Linked DNA regions of Mus musculus: region 2 is linked to region 1. Evidence: chromatin contacts called from public HiChIP or PLAC-seq data. All regions are on one chromosome and are shown on one strand. Each heading gives the region's core, a stretch centred on a gene start, on an enhancer-like site or on the middle of the called end of the contact. The rest is flanking DNA. Distances are from core to core; before and after follow the strand shown. Region 1 holds the start of Morc4 (microrchidia 4). Region 2 holds the start of Psmd10 (proteasome (prosome, macropain) 26S subunit, non-ATPase, 10).

Region 1 (2,756 bases), core at 227-2,726:
TGAAAAACGTTTTCGTTACAAACAGAAGATAAATGTAATGCTGGGCGTGGGGGCCCTCCCTGATGTCTGAGCATATGCTGAGGAAGGAAGATACAGAGCCAGAGGCCTGCCTGAGCTAGGTAATGAGTGTCTCAAAAACAAATCACTCAGTTGGGAAAGCGCTTGCTGTGCAAGGAAAAGGACCTAAGTTCAATCCCCAGACCTCGTGTTCTTAAAAAAAAAAAAAAAAAGGAAAAAGCCAGGGTTAGTGTCCTTTTGTAATCCTTACCACCACCACCACCACCGAGAGAGACGGAAATAAGCAGATTGCTGGCTGGCTAATCACCCCATGCTTACTTAGTGATTTCTAGGCTGTTGAAAGACCCTGTCTCAACAAACAAGATGATGACCTTTGGCTTCCATGTACAAATGGACACGTGAAAACCTCGCCACCCATAAGAACACATATACACCTGCGTGCGCGCGCGCACACACACACAGAAAAAGGAGTCTGGAGAAGTGGCCCAGTTGGTAAAACATTTGCCATACAAGTCTGAGAACCCCAGTTCAGATCCCCAGCACCCACATAAAAATGACTGCAACCCCAGTGCTCACAGGGTTGGGAGTAGTGATAATGGTGGTAGGGGTGCTTGCGTAGTGTGCCCTTCCAGGACCTGGGTTTGCTGTCAACACTACATGATGACTCCACAGCACAGGTAAATGTAGACTCACAGCAGGCATGCCCTTTAAAAGTGGAATATAGGGGCAGGGAAATGGCTCAGGGATGAAGGTGCTTGTCACAAGACCTGAGAACCCCAAACTTACAGAAGGTGGAAGGTGAGAACTTAACTCCCTCAAATTGTGTGCTGATCGCCACACGTGCACACAGACACACAATCACACAAAATAAGCAAGCGCAATAATTTTAAAGACTGTTGAAAAAGCATGGCTGTGTGAGTTTGGAACCGCAGTCCCAGAGACACCAGGCCTTCAAATGTCAGTGGTGTGCAAACGATGCGCCCCCAAGAGCACAAACACACAAAGCTGCATATTACTTTATGCGCATCCTATAACATAACCAACCCCCTATTTGCAGCGAGTAAATTCAGTTTCTCCTACTATAAAGTCTCCCTGCCGGTTTGAAGGATCGGTAGGCCGTTTGCCAATTGCATTCTAGAAAGTTCCTGGTGCTTCCATAAGCTTTCGAAGTAGCTAGTGGGAATAATTCCCCTTAGCTCCAGCCTATCTTCCCAGATAGCAAAACTGCAGTCCTTCGAAATTCAAAGACTTGTCTTATCCTGCCTGTTAGTCATGAAGCCTAAGTGGGACTCCAGAAATCCCATGCACGCTCTCCCTCCTCTTGCCACATTCCCGCCCCTCCCCACGCACCGCCATCCCCCCTCCCCTCGCGCTTTCCCGCTCGGCCGCCTGGCCTATGGCAAACGCCAAGAATTAATTAGGGGCGGGGATGGAGGAGCGTCTGTCAGGAGATCGCCATATTTCTGTACGGCCCAGGGGCAGCCCTGGCAGTCGGTGGGTCAGGAGAGGTGCTGACAAGGCGGGGCGGGCAGACGCTGGGTTCCTCCGGCTTCACCCCTCCCGCTGGGGACAGGTGGCTGCAGCGCGCCCCGCCTCTGCCAGCTGCGAGTGGGAACGAGAGAGGGCCAGTCCGGGACGGCCACCGCCAGCTGCGAGTCGGGGGACAGCGCGATCTAGTGCGGGGACAGCCGGCCCAGGGGTCCGGCAGCAGCAAACCGGTATCCTGGCGGCCAAAAAAATGCTCCTGTACCGAGGGGCCCCTGCGGGCCCCGGAACGCCGGGAGGCGGACTGGCCCGGGCGGGCAGCGTCCCGCAGGCCTTCAGGATCCGCCTGAGCACGGTAGGTCCGGGGGCCCCCGAGGGGACGGACTCGCGCGAGCGCGCCCGGGTCCCAGGGCTGCGGGGGGCGCGCGGGGAGGGCTGGGCGAGCTGAGGCCTCACGCGGGACGGAACCTTCTCTCGCCCCCAGATGAGCCCCCGCTACCTCCAGAGCAACTCCAGCAGCCACACGCGACCCTTCAGTGCCATCGCGGAGCTGCTAGGTGAGTGACGAGGGCGGGCCGGGTGGCGGGTCGCAAGCCCGAGGCAGAGGTGCCAGCGTGGTGCGGTGGACGCAAGAGGAATGCACGAGGCGCGTGGGGCGGGTCCTCTCGGGACGGGCTGGGGGAGCTCGGCCACCGTGATCTCTTAGGGAGGGGGACAGGGAGGGTAGGGTGGGGTGGGATGGGGTAGGGTGAGGTGGGGTGGGGTGGGGTAGGGGGGCGACGGGACTAGATCGTGCCTGGAAAGCCGAGGAAGCGAGGTGTGTACTAAGAGTTTGGTAGGGTTCCCGCGCTGTTGTTCTGTCTGGATCGTGATGTTCCAGTCACTTTAGGATTCTTAGTTAATAATCAAAGAGCAATGCATAAAAATATCGGGCCCCGAAGCGACTGGATTTGACCAAGGCTGGCGACCGACAGAGGGCCCCAGGCTGGCAAAGGAACAGTGCAGAGGGCCCTGTAGAGTAGTTGGAAAGATCTGGAAATGACTTCTTTAACTTTAGAGACTTAAGTCTAGGAATGATGGGCCATCTCTTAGATGATGACACGAGTGCATTTGGCTCCCGGAGACTGCAGAGGGCTGGGTCCGTAGTCCACGAGCGCCCTCACACCGCTGGAATGAATACGGAGGCCTTAAGGACTTAACCTCTGGGTGCACCGGTGCTCGCTCAAAAAAAAAAAAAAAAGGAAAAAAATTCA
Region 2 (2,700 bases), core at 81-2,580, 1.1 Mb before region 1:
CTCTTAGTATTTCTGTGTTAAAAATAAATTTCACTGGGGTCTGGAAAGATGGCTCAGGGTTTAAGAGCACTGGTTGCTCTTCCAGAAGACCTGAGTTCAATTCTCAGTACACACATGGCAACTCACACTGTCTAACTCAGATCTCAGAGGATCCAACATTCACACGGTGTACAGACACACATGCAGGCAGAAAACACACTCACACAAAATTTTAAAAAGCTAAAAGCATTATATAAACACATACTCCACTATTATTATATCCCGAATTTCATCAATTAACATTTGTCATAACTTGTGTTCTCGAGTTGGTTTTATCATCTGTCCTGCAAAGCTTAAAATAACTATGATCTGGCGTTATATAAAAAGTTTGCTAAGCCCTGTTCTATACCATAACAAAGGAGACAAACTTCATCAGTCACTTTAAAAAATATATCTTTAACATTTTTCTAATGTCTTTTTTGATATTTTCTATAAAAGATAAGCCTTGCATCTCTTCTGCTGCAGCACTATTTGGAAATTCACCTTTAAAAAAAAATCCACATTGTTAGCTTAGCAATCTAGCAAAGTCTCGATGGTAATTGCCATTACCATGTTATTAAAGTGACAACATCATATACCCTGATATCCCTAAGGTGACCGCTGTTACTCACTGAGGTCTCTTAGGTATCTAGTGGCTCCTATGGCATCACACCCTGTCTTTAGCATCATTCTGGCACATCACCTCTGTATGGTGTAATGTATAACCTGTGTTGTAGCAGAGCCTTACTCTGATGCCACTCCGGAGAAATGCCAGAGTAACTAGCCTGTGCTTCTTTCCACTCCTTAAACAGTGGTAGGGAGGGGGAGGGTAGCTACAGTCAATGGTTCAAGCTCAGAGGTAGTACTCTGCTCCAACTCTGTCCCTTCCGCCTGCCACTGCAAGTGAGGGCCCCGAGGGACAAGATCTGTAGGATCCCAGAACTCTCTTGCGCTGCTACAGTTTTCATTTCATGTGGCCAACTTACTGGCCCACCAAAGACCACCCACCCTAGCTTTTTCACACAGTACTACCAGAAGCCGCTCCCATTACCTGACTCCATTCTCCAGCTGTCATCCTGGGCCAATTCCACCGGCAACTTGACTACGGCTTTCTCTAAGGATTCTGGGACTTGTAGTTCCACTTTGCTAGGACCCGGAACTGAGTGACTTCCAAAGACGCCTCCAGGCCTGGATCTGCTTTCAAACTGCAACTCCCAGAAGCTCCAGGCTATGGGCGGGGCTACAAGGAAAACAAAGATCAGTGATTGGAGAATTTCTAGTACTTTGATTGGTCGCCGGAACAGGAAATGCGAGTGGGCGGGGCTTGAGTTTCACGGAGGTCTTGGGAAGGCGAAATGGAGGGGTGTGTGTCTAACATAATGATCTGTAACCTGGCCTACAGTGGGAAGCTGGATGAGTTGAAGGAGCGCATTTTGGCTGATAAATCTCTGGCTACTAGAACTGATCAGGTAAACCAGCCCGAGGGCTTGTCGCCTAGCAGCGGGTGTCAACGAAGCCCTACATGGCTTCCGGGTCCTAACTTGGTGTGAGGCCACTTCTGCGCTCCTCCCGCCCACTCCTCCCTCTAGTAGCCTTGGGTTAAAACACGACTCCTGGTCCAACTGTAACCCCTCAGAGACTTTGGGACAGGGTGGGGAGGGGAAGCTAAGCTTGCTGAATTTCATATATTTCTAGAACACCCACCGCTTTTCTCAGAAATTTCCAGAGTTAAGAGACAGCGCGATGGAGATCTGTGAAAAAAGCTTGTTAGGTGGATTTTTCTTTAGTTGTAATCCCAGTCAGTGGCCCACGAGTAACCAAATGCCCTTTGTGTGTATGTCAGGAAGTTTGAGAGGAGCTGGGAATTTCAGTCAAGTCGGAAAAAAACAGGCATAAATGAAATAACGGTACATGTCTTATTACATATTTTAAATCCCCCAGAAAGAAGTTTACATCATTTCAGAACATAGAAGGAGAAGACATGATAGGAATAGTTGGGAAGGGCTTTGTATAGAAGGGGAGGTGATTTACACTGTGAAGAAAGAATGGGGTTCCATGTGGGGCGAGTGAACTGTGGCAAACAAAAGAGAATGGACATTGGGAAGTATTTCTGTTCAGATCAACTAAGTCTCAGGTTTTTATTGTGACTTTCCAAATCATAGGTTGCCTTCTGTGTTGAGAGGCAAGTGTTAAACATTAGTAAGACAGTACATCATACTTCAGAACTTCCATGTTGTCTCTTTTAGAAGAGAAATCGGAGAGACTGCTTTTTTTTGTCCTGGAATTTTCCTTTATTACTCAACAGTAGAATTCCCCTATGTTCACCGCGTTTGCTTTTGTGATGGTCTGGTGATGTGGTTTAAATTTAATAACGTGTATTAAGACTTAATCCACTAAAAATAAGGAGTCAGTGACATAAAAGAGACTGCTAATCAGGATTAAGAAGTTAAATACAACAACCAAATGCAATTAATTTATAGACTTTATTTGCATCCAGATGTAAACCACCTGGAAATGGGCTTATAGGAGACTATTGGTTTTAAGTGGGATAATTTTTTTTACTTTATGTAAATTTTTTGTTGTTATTTAAGATATGATCTCCCTATGTAATCCAGGCTGTCCTTCCAATGAAGATCCTCCTGTCCAGCCTCCCAAGTTCTGGAAGGTTTGCATTACCACCAT

The links. HiChIP or PLAC-seq counts read pairs in DNA pulled down with a chosen protein or histone mark.
Region 2: a contact with region 1 is called in an H3K27ac HiChIP or PLAC-seq map of cardiomyocytes, with 11 times the contacts expected there. The contact joins the promoter of Psmd10 here to the promoter of Morc4 in region 1. A contact is called at or near these places in 1 of 39 promoter capture datasets (hippocampal neurons) and 1 of 115 datasets of contacts at active chromatin or transcription factors (cardiomyocytes).

The regions. Positions count from the first base shown.
Region 1 is chrX:139,870,374-139,873,129 of GRCm38.p6, reverse strand. Morc4 (microrchidia 4) reads left to right here and starts at 1,476. Exons shown (of 17, transcript NM_001193309.1): 1 at 1,476-1,858; 2 at 1,988-2,060. The coding sequence starts at 1,757.
Region 2 is chrX:140,955,341-140,958,040 of GRCm38.p6, reverse strand. Psmd10 (proteasome (prosome, macropain) 26S subunit, non-ATPase, 10) reads left to right here and starts at 1,330. Exons shown (of 5, transcript NM_016883.4): 1 at 1,330-1,487. The coding sequence starts at 1,374. Atg4a (autophagy related 4A, cysteine peptidase) reads right to left here and starts at 1,134. Exons shown (of 13, transcript NM_174875.5): 1 at 1,070-1,134. The coding sequence starts at 1,079.